2 separate regions of the Muntiacus reevesi genome follow, and region 2 is linked to region 1. A link is a contact called in public Hi-C data. All regions are on one chromosome and are shown on one strand. Each heading gives the region's core, a stretch centred on a gene start, on an enhancer-like site or on the middle of the called end of the contact. The rest is flanking DNA. Distances are from core to core; before and after follow the strand shown.

What was found. Hi-C and Micro-C count contacts between places; a contact is called where the count stands out from the background.
Region 2: a contact with region 1 is called in a Hi-C map of muscle, with 14 times the contacts expected there. The contact joins the promoter of RNF7 here to the promoter of ATP1B3 in region 1. A contact is called at or near these places in 2 of 3 Hi-C or Micro-C datasets (blood and muscle).

Annotation. Positions count from the first base shown.
Region 1 is chr8:7,374,778-7,380,687 of mMunRee1.1, reverse strand. It overlaps ATP1B3 (ATPase Na+/K+ transporting subunit beta 3), which reads left to right and starts at 2,188. Exons shown (of 7, transcript XM_065942771.1): 1 at 2,188-2,536. The coding sequence starts at 2,428.
Region 2 is chr8:7,511,271-7,516,935 of mMunRee1.1, reverse strand. RNF7 (ring finger protein 7) reads left to right here and starts at 1,796. Exons shown (of 3, transcript XM_065942934.1): 1 at 1,796-2,702. The coding sequence starts at 2,535.

The sequences.
Region 1 (5,910 bases), core at 939-3,438:
TGGACTACAGCCCACCAGATTCCTCTGTCCATGGAAAATTCCAGGCAAGGATACTGGAGTGGAGTTACTACTCCAACTCGGCCACCCTGACTACCACTGGGCCATCCCGACTACCACTATACCACCAGGGAAATCCAAAATAACTGCTTTCACAAGGGAGACTTAAGTATTGTAAAGTCCATCTAGAAGGAATAATACTGTGATTAAATTTGATATTTCATCTGCTCATACCTGGTGGGCCAATATCCCCCAATACACTTAGTATATTCTCTTCCAAGTCATGCTCAAGAATCATGTATCAGAGAAACAAATAGTTGCTGTGTTTTGAATTAGGATGTAAACTTTTCCCCAAACTGAAATTGGTTGGATTAGTTATTACAGTAAGCTAGGCATGAATTTTGAAAACACTTACTGAATTATATTTTTACTTACTTAATTGGAAAAGCATTATGTACGAAATGCATATTAATGACCATTAAAAATATACAAACTGCAAATATCTGGCAGTGTTCAATATCTTTGAAATGCTATTTCATAATGTTCTTGTTTACCATGCTTCTGTAGTGTGCGCCAGGTTATTTCCCGAAGTGTGCTTGTTAACACACACACAAAATCAATAAAGCAGATGGCTTTATATTTTATTTCAAACAGACTGCATCTTCACTGTTGCCCAAACTAGAAAGCCTGCTACCAGCTCTACTAATATTTTAGCTGTCCTCTAATTCGTAGTTCGATTTTAAATGAGAGAAAAATACTTAACTACTTCCATTCCTCAGTTCTTTTCCAACCTTATTTAAGAACTGTAGAGATGTATTCTAGTTTGCGTGCACAATATTTTGCTATTTCTAATACCATTTTCATGCCAAACTTTACAAAAGGCTTTGTAAATCTATTGCTGTCATTGGTTCAACAAAATAACTGGATTTGGTCATAATTATAAATTTAGGTTTCCTAAGCACAGGGGGAAATCACTTTATAATAATATATTCTTCTATCCCTTTTCAATTTGTGAAGGACATAATTCCTTGCTTAGATAAACAAAGTGAGGAAACAAGAGAAATGCCAGAATTTTGTTATCCACTTACTCCTTTAACGCATTTGCAGGCTGTTTAAAACTCTCTGATGGACTATAATGCATCATTCCAAACAATAAGGTGTGTGCTATTCCTTCATTGATAATTTTTATTTCCTGATAAAACAGAGGCCGTGCTCCATTTCTGTTCTCTAAAAACAAAACAAAACAAACCCCCACCTCCTGCCCAAACTCCCATTTAAATTTTTTCATGCTGTCACAAGTCTCAGAGCACGGTACTCTTCAGCTCCACCTCGTGTAGGAAAATAACGACTGCACCCTCAGCTCTGACCAAAGGGAGCAACCATGCTGTGGAAAAGATGAAAAGTCAGGAACATTATTTAGGAATCAAACTAAAGAAAGTATTGATTTCCTGTAGAGCCTGAGTGAGAAAAGCAGGTCTTAACAGCTGACAGGAACTTCAGGAAAACATGTGTATTGGTTTCACTGATAAATTCAATTAAATCTGGAGAAAACTATACTGAACTTACTTAACACCGGCAAACTTTGGATGAAATCCCCACTGACCTAGGATTCCTACTTGACTCCTTCAAAAGGGCCAAGTCAGCGCGTTCTCTGAGCAGCGCTATGTAGTACATCAAACATCTTCACGAAAAACTACAGCCGACTATCTTTTAGTCACGTCATAAAGCGCAGAGGAGAACGCCTGGAAACGGTTTGCGGAGAGAGGGGTGAGGTCCCCTTCTCGGTGAAGGCGACTTAGCTGACTGGAGTAGTTTCCGCGCTCTTCGCGTCCAGCGCTGCAGCAGGCAAGGAACCGAAGGGACCCCGGGTCCCGGTCGCCTGCAGCATCTCCCCAGAGTCCTCCTTCTGAGAAACCTGTGGGTCAGGGACGCTCATCTTCTGCTTGTCATTATAAACCTGCTTCTTATTAAGCTCTCGTGATATTTTTTTTTTTAAGTTGCTCTGCACAGTTTTCGCTTCCTCCGGCCAGGGATGAGGGAGCCCAGAGCGTCCCGGAGCCGGCCGGGTACCGCGGGGCGGGGCAGGGGCAGGGGCGGGGCAATGGGCGGGGCATCTTCGCCGCGTCCGGCTGCGCCCAGCCGCGGGCGGGAGGCGGTGGCGGCGGCGGCGGCGGGGCCTGAACAGCGCGGGGATTGGCTGCGGAGGGCGGAGACGTCAGGCTCCCGCGGCCGGAGCTGCGGCCCCGGCGCGGCGCGGCGCAGCGCAGTCCGCTTGAGCGCTCACCGCAGCGAGAAGGTTTCCTGTGCCGTCGCGCCTTCCGCCGCCGCCGCCGCCGCCGGGCTTCGCCGCTCTTGCCGGGACGCGCCTCCGCGCTCCTCGCCGCTTCCACCCCCGCGGCCGCCGCTCCTCTCGCAGTCGGCACACACACCATGACGAAGACAGACAAAAAGTCCTTCAACCAGAGCCTGGCCGAGTGGAAGCTCTTCATCTACAACCGGACAACCGGAGAGTTCCTGGGGCGCACCGCCAAGAGCTGGGGTGAGCGGGCGGCGGTTGGGCACCCGGGCCGGCCGCGGTCTGGGGGGGACGCCGGGCGGGGTCGGGTGGGAAGGGAAGGCGGGAGGTGGCTCCCCGCGTGGGGGCCCCAGGAGCCACCGCCGCCCGCAGCGGTCTTCGTCTCGGTCGCCAGACTCGAACGCGAGCCGCAGCGGCGGCCGAGGAGTAGCGCGGCCCCATTCATTTCTCTCGGGGCCGGCGGGCGGGCGAGGCGGCGGGGCCCGCTGGCAGCCCCCGCCGGTTCCTTCCTCCCCGCTGGGAGCGGGCGCACGTGCAGCCCGGGCCTGCGGCGCCGGAAGCCGGGGACCGCTGCCCCGAGCCCCGAGCGCGTGGGGGCCGAGTGCCCGGCCTCCTTTGTACGGAGCGCGCCGGCCCCGAGAGGGCCTGGCGGAGGCGGCCGGCTGCGCCGAGCGGTCGGGGAAGCTAGACCCTGCCCCACGCCCGGGGAGAGGAAATTTCCACTCCCGCCGCTATCTTGTGACTCGTCCACGCTGCCACCCCAGCCGGTCGGAAGAGTGTGAACGAGTGTTCACTGTGTGGGCTGCACGACTGTGTTAAGCACACAAGCACACGGTATCCGAAAATGCAGTTGACTTTGTCCAGTGAAAAGACCCTTAAAAAGGTCGCTTCCTCCCTAATTCCTTTTTGGCGACACAGGTTTTCTTCCTTACCAGCGTGCTTCAATAGGGGAAAGTAAATCCGGTCTGAAAGGCACGGGGTTTTTTTTGTTTGTTTGTTTTTTGCCCTATGCCTTCCAAACGTGTGATGGTTGTATTTGCTAGCAGTTTTCCTCTGCATGGGTTCTTTGTTTTAAAAGAAATATTTAAACCATCCACCAGTGTGGTGCTGCCTTCGAGTGCCTCTTTTTTTGGAAAAACTGTTAACATCTGAGTAAGGACTAGTGCTCCCCTCCTTTAAACTTAAGTAAACCTATTTTTTTTCCTTTTGAAAAATATTTTGTTAGTTGGTCATGACAGACTTTTCTGCGTGAGAGTATTTCTAGACTGGAGAACTATTTGAGCACGACACTTTGAAGAGAAGCATGAAGAGTGAATTAGCTCTGACTTAGGAAATAACTGTTGCTGCTACCTGAAATCGGCTCTTCCAGAATAGAAAGGCGGCTTAAAGCCCTATCACAAGTTTCAAGGGGGCCTTGGAGGGGTTTTTTTTAGCCCAAACCCTGCTTCAGAGATGAGAAAAATGAGCCCCAGAGAGGTGGTGATTTTGTTTGTGTAAAATTACATATTCCACAGAGCCAAGAAAAGAACCCAGTTGTCCTTTAATCCTAGTCCAGCGGTTGTATTATTTTACAGATGCCTTGCCTCACTGCATGATAATCACGATTTTTATTCAAATGGCTGGCTGTGGGGAACCCACTAGTGTGATGAGGAAATAGATCTTGCATTTAGATTTAAATGGGGGGGACTGTAAACAATTATTTTTGTTTTTAGAGTGTACTGTTTGCTGAAGGAATATTTGAGTGGTGAAGGGGGATGAATTTGTGTAGACTACCTTTCTCAGTTCCAGTACTAAGTATCTTCATGTTCTGTTAGAATGACATTTCTTTTCTTTTCTTTTAAATGACGTTTCTTAATGCAGGGTGTGCTCCTTAACCTTTGTATTACGTGTTGTTGGGGTAGAGATTTTATTTGGTATCAGAGAATGCAGGATTATGTAAGGGCAGTGGAAGGAGTACAAGTGAAGCTGGGATTAGATTTAGAAGAATGAAGGCAAGACTTTCTGTTTTCTGAATGGAAATTGTCAGCAAAGAGTAAATTTCTGCATTTATGGTAATAATAGTAAGCCAGCACCGAATGGCAGAAATAGGTGAGAACTATCCGTAATCCTATCCCAGCGGGCGTAAGGACACTCCGAGGAGATGTGGGGGAGTGGTGCCTGTAGGCTGGAATCCAACTGTCAGCGCTGTGTTCCCTCAAGCATGGGGTCCACCTGGAGAAGGCTGTCCTCTTGCCTTTCTTTATCAGAAGGGCAGTTTATGAGTGAGTTGCCTGATCTCATTACCCCTGTTAGACTCTCAGTAGGGGCAACTCTTTGCAACCCCATGGAGTGTAGCCCATTGGGCTCCTCTGTCCATGGAATTCTCCAGGCAAGGATACCAGAGTGGGTAGCCATTCCCTTCTCCAGGGGTTCTTCCCAACTGGAGAAGTCCACTATGCATATATCAGTACATGTGTGGGCAGACTTAACGCATATAATGTTATTAATTTTTTTTAACAGAGATCATACAGTAAATGCTTTATAATCTTTTGAGTATATTGTGGGCCTCTTCCTGTGTTATTAATAAAGATCTATATCATATTTAATAGCTATTCTATTGTATAGTTAGATGTACTTTTTTTTTAAGTCTAACATGTATCTTACGTATACATGGGAGATACCTATGGTAATAGAAATAATCCATTTTTTTTAAAACCAGTGCATATTGTATGTACTGGGCCCTCCTCCCCCCATTCTTTAATCCTTGTGCATTTTTGTAAATTGATTTCCTTGAAATATGTTTCTACTGGTGGAATTTCTGGGTTGTGGATAATCTATGTACGTTTTATATTCTGAAAGCATGTTATAGGTTTTTTTTTTCTTTTTAAACCTCATTTGTGCAGATGTTTTCTTTTGCTTTTGAAATTAATGAGGGAGGGGATTATTACATCTTTTTTTGACCTGGGTAGATTTGCTGGGCTGCTGGCGTGTAGAGACAACCTTTCTCTACCTCAAGGGTTCTATAAAGACATTCATTTAAGATGTTTCCTGGTTTTATCTTTTACATTCAAGTCTTCAGCACATTTGTCCCAAGAGAGGTTCCTTTCCAAGTGCACTATATATTAATATTTAAGAAGCAGTCTTGCTCTTTACATTTGGGATAAAGTGAACATACCTCATGATCCATGTCATTGCCTTCTTTAAAACAGCTGTGTGAGGATTCTGACTAACTTCTTGTATATTTGGCTAATGTGTTACACTTGGTTTCAGCAGTTTCGGAATGCTTATATACATGTACTTTATTCCATTTTCACAGCTTTCTAATGCATACCATGTAGGTGATCAAAGTGTTCCTCAGAGCTGATATCCAGGCTGAACGTAAGGGCAAGTCAGGAATACTGAAAGTATTCGTTGCTCGGTTGTATCCAGCTCTTTCCTAGCCCGTGGACTGTAGCCCGCCAGACTCCTCTGTCCATGGAATTCTACAGGCAAGAATACTGGAGTGGGTAACCATTCCCTTCTCCAAGGGATCTTCCCCAACCAGGGATCAAATCTGGGTCTCCTGCATTACAGGCTGATTCTTCACTGGCTCGGATTCTTCTGAGCCAGCAGAGCAAATCAGGAATAAGTAATCGCCT
Region 2 (5,665 bases), core at 547-3,046, 140 kb before region 1:
GAATGGTCACTAAGGACAACAAGATGAGTGAGTTTTTCCTCAGTGCAGAAGCAATGTAGCTGGAGCAGGTAGAGAGAAGTTCTGACCAATTTCAGAGGTGTTAAAATGTGAGAGGGGGGGAAAAAAGACAGTCCTCAGTGTATTTGGATGCCTGAGCTAACTAACCTGATGAGGGTCTCAGTGAGGAGTGCTTAGGAAATGACACTGGAAAAGTGGATTGGTGCTATATTGTGGCAGGATTTAAAGGACCAACTGGCACACTTAGATTTTGCTGTAATGATAAAGAGGAGCCGTGGAACATTTTGAGCAGCAGAGTGCTGGGTGGAAAAGGAGTATAGGAAAATTAAACAGGCATTTTAGATTGAATGCTAGAGTGGGGAGCAGAGATAGGAAGGAAGCCAGGACACAATAATCCAGGGGCAGGGAGGTGAGGTTCAGACTCAACACCAACAGGTACCACTCCTTCTTAATTATCCTCTGGCCTTTCATCTAAGGTCCGTCTTTTTCTCTTTCAAACTGCCCAGTTCACACCAAGTGGGGCATTTTTATCCTCTTCGGGTTCCAGTCTTCTTTTTTTAAAAATTAATTATCTAGCATTTATAGTCATTTACAGTCACATATGCAATAGCTTAATGTGAATGAAACATGTTCTGGATGGTTCATCTGGGTTTGTTTACAGACATTTTTGTCTGGCTTGTGAAGTTACTGCGGTCAGATTTATACCTGCTACCACCACTACTGCTCTGTCCGTTTGCTTTCTCCATTTACTTCCTGGACTCCAAGGCCTCCCATCTCCCCCCCCCCCCCCCCCAGTTCAAACTTTACCTCTTCTATGAGGTTTGCCCTCACTCCATCTGTCTTGAGGAACGTTTCTGTCTATTAGAGCACTTAATGCACCACTCAACAAACAGCACATATTATACCATCTGGCCAAACGTGTCCCTGTGTCCATAACTGTATTCTTACACGTTTAATGCATCCTTGTCTCCTCTGCCAGATTTCTGGAGTTTGGCTAGCCTAGACCCAGGGGCACAAGGCCTGACACCAGGAAATGAAGGAATGATGAGTCCCAATAGAGGTGGGAAGCTCTGAGTCCTAATCCTGACACAGCAGGTGTCCACCACTAGGTGGGAGTGGTGACCAAGCATCTTCCGGTCTCTGTGCCTCAGGTTTGGTATCTTTTAAATGGAGATGTTACCTGCTTTGCTTGAGAAAACATAACATGACCCTGGGCTAGCAATAGAAGAACCCTGGTTTCCACTGTCACCTTCTCAGAATAGCAGAATTACTTTTCTAAATTACTATAAATTACTTTTTATAATTTTTATAATAATTTTAATTAATTTAATATTATTAAATATTAATAATTATTTGTTTTAATTAATTTATTATAATATTATTTATAATATTTTTACAAATATAGCAGAATTACTATAAATTACATTTGGGGACTTCATTATTCCTACATATAAAAAATTAAACTACCTTTAAGTTTCTTAGAGTGTGGTCTCCAGGGTTCCTGGAATCCTTTCAGGGGACCAACAAGGTCAAAACTATTTACATACCAGTATTCATAGCTATGAGCTTCCCCGGTAGCTCAGCTGGTAAACAGTCCGCCTGCAATGCAGGAATCCCCGGTTCGATTCCTGGGTTGGGAAGATCTCCTGGAGAAGGGAATGGCTACACCACTCCAGTATTCTTGCCTGGAGAATCCTATTGACAGAGAAGCCTGGCGGGCTACAGTCCATGGTATCTGCAGAGTCGGACACGGCTGAGCACAGCACAGCCGTCATAGCTATTTCTCTTCATTCTCTCTTGTGAGTGTCCAATATAGGTATTCTAAGGATAACTTGTAATGGATTTCTTACTGTTTTGAAATGAATTAATATATTTTTTCCCGTTTTCTTAAAAAGGAAATACATATGTATAAGCGTGTATATGTACACATCCATCCTACACAAACAAAAGTTCTTAAATGTCCTTAAGTAATTTTTAAGTGTAAAGGGGTCCCGAGACCAAAAAATTTGAGAACCGTTGAACCAGATTCCTAGCTCGTCATTCATTCACTCAACAAATAACTGTTCCTCCCGAGGCTGCAGTTCTTAACGAAGGCGATGATCAAGAAATAGGCCCCGCTCCCAGGGCGTTTACATTTGAGAAGGACGGCAAACGAACATATCAACAAGACAGCTTCTAAAAGCGGTGTCATGAAGACATAAAACAGGACACGTGTTTCCTGCGCAGTGGAACCCTCCACCGCGCAGGGTCGGCCCGGGGTCTCTCAGCCCGCTGAGCTGGCCGGGCGTTGGGGACGTGAGTACCGGGAACCAGGACTCCGGGAAGCCGCTGGTGCCGGCGTGTGGTGACGTCACTGGGCCGCGCCAGCCAATCGCGGGCGCCGCCCCGTCCTAGACCCCCGCGGCGGCCCGCGGCCTGCGGGCGGCGCTGTGGCCCGTCGGGCGGCCCCACGGAGCCGCCATAGCCGCCCACCTCCCACGACCCAACGTCTCCGCCGCCGGCCCCGCGCCGCCGCTATGGCCGACGTGGAAGACGGTGAGGAACCCTGCGCCCTGTCGTCTCACTCGGGGAGCTCAGGATCCAAGTCGGGCGGCGACAAAATGTTCTCTCTCAAGAAGTGGAACGCTGTGGCCATGTGGAGCTGGGACGTGGAGTGCGATACGTGCGCCATCTGCAGGGTCCAGGTGATGGGTAAGCGCAGCACGCGAGGCCCCGGCTGTGCTGCGGCCTCCGCAGGCCGGGCTCCGGGCGTGGGGGGAAGGACCAAGCCTCCGAGAGACCGTTCCTGGAGGAGTGGGGGCGGGATCGCCCTGCCCTGGCGCCGGGAGACCGCGGGCCACGCCCGAGCTGCTGGTGATCCGAGGGCTGCGGCCGCTGCCAGGGGCCGAGGGGTCGTTCAGCAGACGACCTGTGCCGGGGACGGGTATTCTGGGAGAAAAGGGGGTGGCCGGAAGGACAATTGAACAAGGTCATTTCCAGTAGTGATCGGTGTGATCACAATAAAAGTAGGTGATTTAATGGGAGCTGGGAGGAACCACTTCGGTTTGTGTGGCCAGCGACGGCACCCTTTGCCGAAAACAAACCACACAGACGTCAAGGTCAAGGCCCTGAGTCAGCGGACCAGTCTGATGCTTCTGGTCACACACCAAAGTGATGCTCCGGAGTCATCTTCCACAAAAACGACCACTAGTCGTGCTCTGGAGAGGCGCAGGGAAGAAGAGTGTTCCTAGCCGTCCCCTTTCTGGATTGGCTACTGTTCTGCTGGCTTTTAAACCTGGATGATTCAAGATTGGTCAGATAGCACTCGGTTGGCTTGAACTAGAAGAATGTAAACCCTTTTATTCAGAGGCATGAAGCTTCATCTCTTTCCTGGCCACTCCCCATCCTAGCATTCCATCTCTTTGAGAAGGGTAGTGCCCTCAAATCCGGCCTTTATGGAAAGCCCTCTTTTGCAAACTTGTTACTTCTTTCTATGATATTTTTAATAAAAATATTGGACCAAGTGAAGCCTTTCAGAACAACTTCATCTCGTTGTGTTTTATATGGTCTCTGTTTTAAGCTCTTAGACGACCTTAAAAAAGAGTTGCTGTTTAAATGCACGTTATATTTTTAAATAGGGCATTTAAAACTACAGCATTTAAGAGCGCCTTAAATGTCATTTCTTGAAGGTAGCTGGAGAAAACTGAGGCTTCTGTAGTTTGAGAACTTTGTCTTGCACAGAAAAATGAGACAGTTGGAGAAAATAACTTAAAAAAGTGGCTTTCCCTTCTTGAGCATTGAAAATTCAGACCTACCAGAAACAAGAGGTTTCTCAGTTTACTCTCTCTGTAGGATGCGCTTATGTTTTTCATTCGTAGGAATTTGTTTTAAAGAGAATTTGCAACTATGGGATTCAAATTTTTTTTTTTACTTTTTAAAAGAACTAGATTTCAGATGTGATCCACTTATTTTGTATATCAGGTTTTTAGGTACTTAGTTTTTGGGCCTACAATACAGCCCCCTTGCCCTAACCCTTTCTTGAAAGCTAGAATCATAACTTCCAGTTTGAGGGATTTTTGTTCTTTTTAGTTTAAAAAATTTTTCCTAAAAGAGCATTTTATTTTCTCCCCAAAGAAAAAATTTAAATTAGTAGGTAGAAATGCAAAATATAAAATAATAGTTGAAAGTTTCAAGAAATAAACGTTACTGGGATATTTAAGGTAAGTCAAAGTATGGGCTATAAATGACTCACTGCTCACATTAACTTTCTAATTATAGCAAGTATTTGGCTACTGTGGATTAATGTTGCAGATTTACAACAGCTGTACTTTGGGTTCAGGAAAGTATTCTGGGCTAGACCTCTGTATTTTGTTTATGAGGTGTTAAAACCCATTTAGTGGTCAGGTGACAGCAGAAGGAAGTTTGTTTTCTAGCATCATTCTAAAAGGTGTTACTGTACTCCTTAGAAGTGCGCTGTTTTAGATAGTAAGAACATCATCAAAAGAAAATGTTTTCTTTTATCTGAAACTTTAGGAATTTTTATCCGTTCAGGTCAGTTATTGATAAGTGAATCTAAATCAAAGCTGTAGGCATGATTCAGAGACTTCTAGATTCTATAACTTAATCCTGTGTCCTTGATATTTGAATTCATCTCATACACCTAAATGATGGGTTATAACTTCTTGATCTAAGAGTTTCCAGTCAGTCCATTCTAATGTAGTTAACACACTTTTCCTTGGTTTCCCCTCTGCCTACTGTATTGTGAAAGGAGCAGCTAGCAGGCACCAGTGAGGAAGAGGGGACTAGCTTTGCTTGTACTGTCAAGGGTTAAAGAGCCAGAGTAACCTTCCACAGCTATCTGTTAACTTGGACGTTTGACATAACTTTCTGGAGCCTTGTTTTCCTAATTTGTAAAAGAGACTGTTGGGATCATGAACTCTAATTCCGTGACTGCACAGAACCAGAGGCATGTCTTCCCCCTTATATCATGATGCTTGCGATATTTAGTTGTTTACCTATCCACTTTCCCATTTACTGGTGAGACCAGGGACCCAGACTCGGTCATTTTGGTGGCCCCCGGGCATTACTCTTTGCACAGGGTAGATACTCAGTAACTGTGAAATTGAAGAAAGCCTCAGGAGGCAGTGGTTGTTTTTAATCCACACTGAAGAGGCCAGGGTGGTGTGTTTTTTTAAGGGTAAGAGCATGCAGAGAGGGGCAAACAAATGCCTGAGCGTAATCCAGTGTAAGAAAAGAAGCAGGCTTCAACTCTATCCTGTTTCTATTTTTATAGAATTTTTCTCTAGTTCATATTAAAATCTATTTTTTTTCTGTTTATTTGAACTTACTTTCACTCAACTTTGCCTGCTTTCAGCTAGTGAGTGAGTCCATTTCTTTGGTTCCTAAAATATTCTATATTACCTTCTTCACCAAGCAAATGGTAGTACAGACTGAATTTTGAAAACTTCTAGTATATCCTTTTGGTTCCCATTCCTCATGTTTACTCCCAGGTAATTTATTAAAATACTTTACCGTTGTTGGGTAAATGCTTTGGGCTCAGATTATTTGTAAAGGGAGCATTTCCTTAAAAAGAAAAAATAAGAGAGAGAACCTAATATTTAGGACTTTTTATTTTATTTTATTTTTTGAATTTTTTAAATTTAATTTT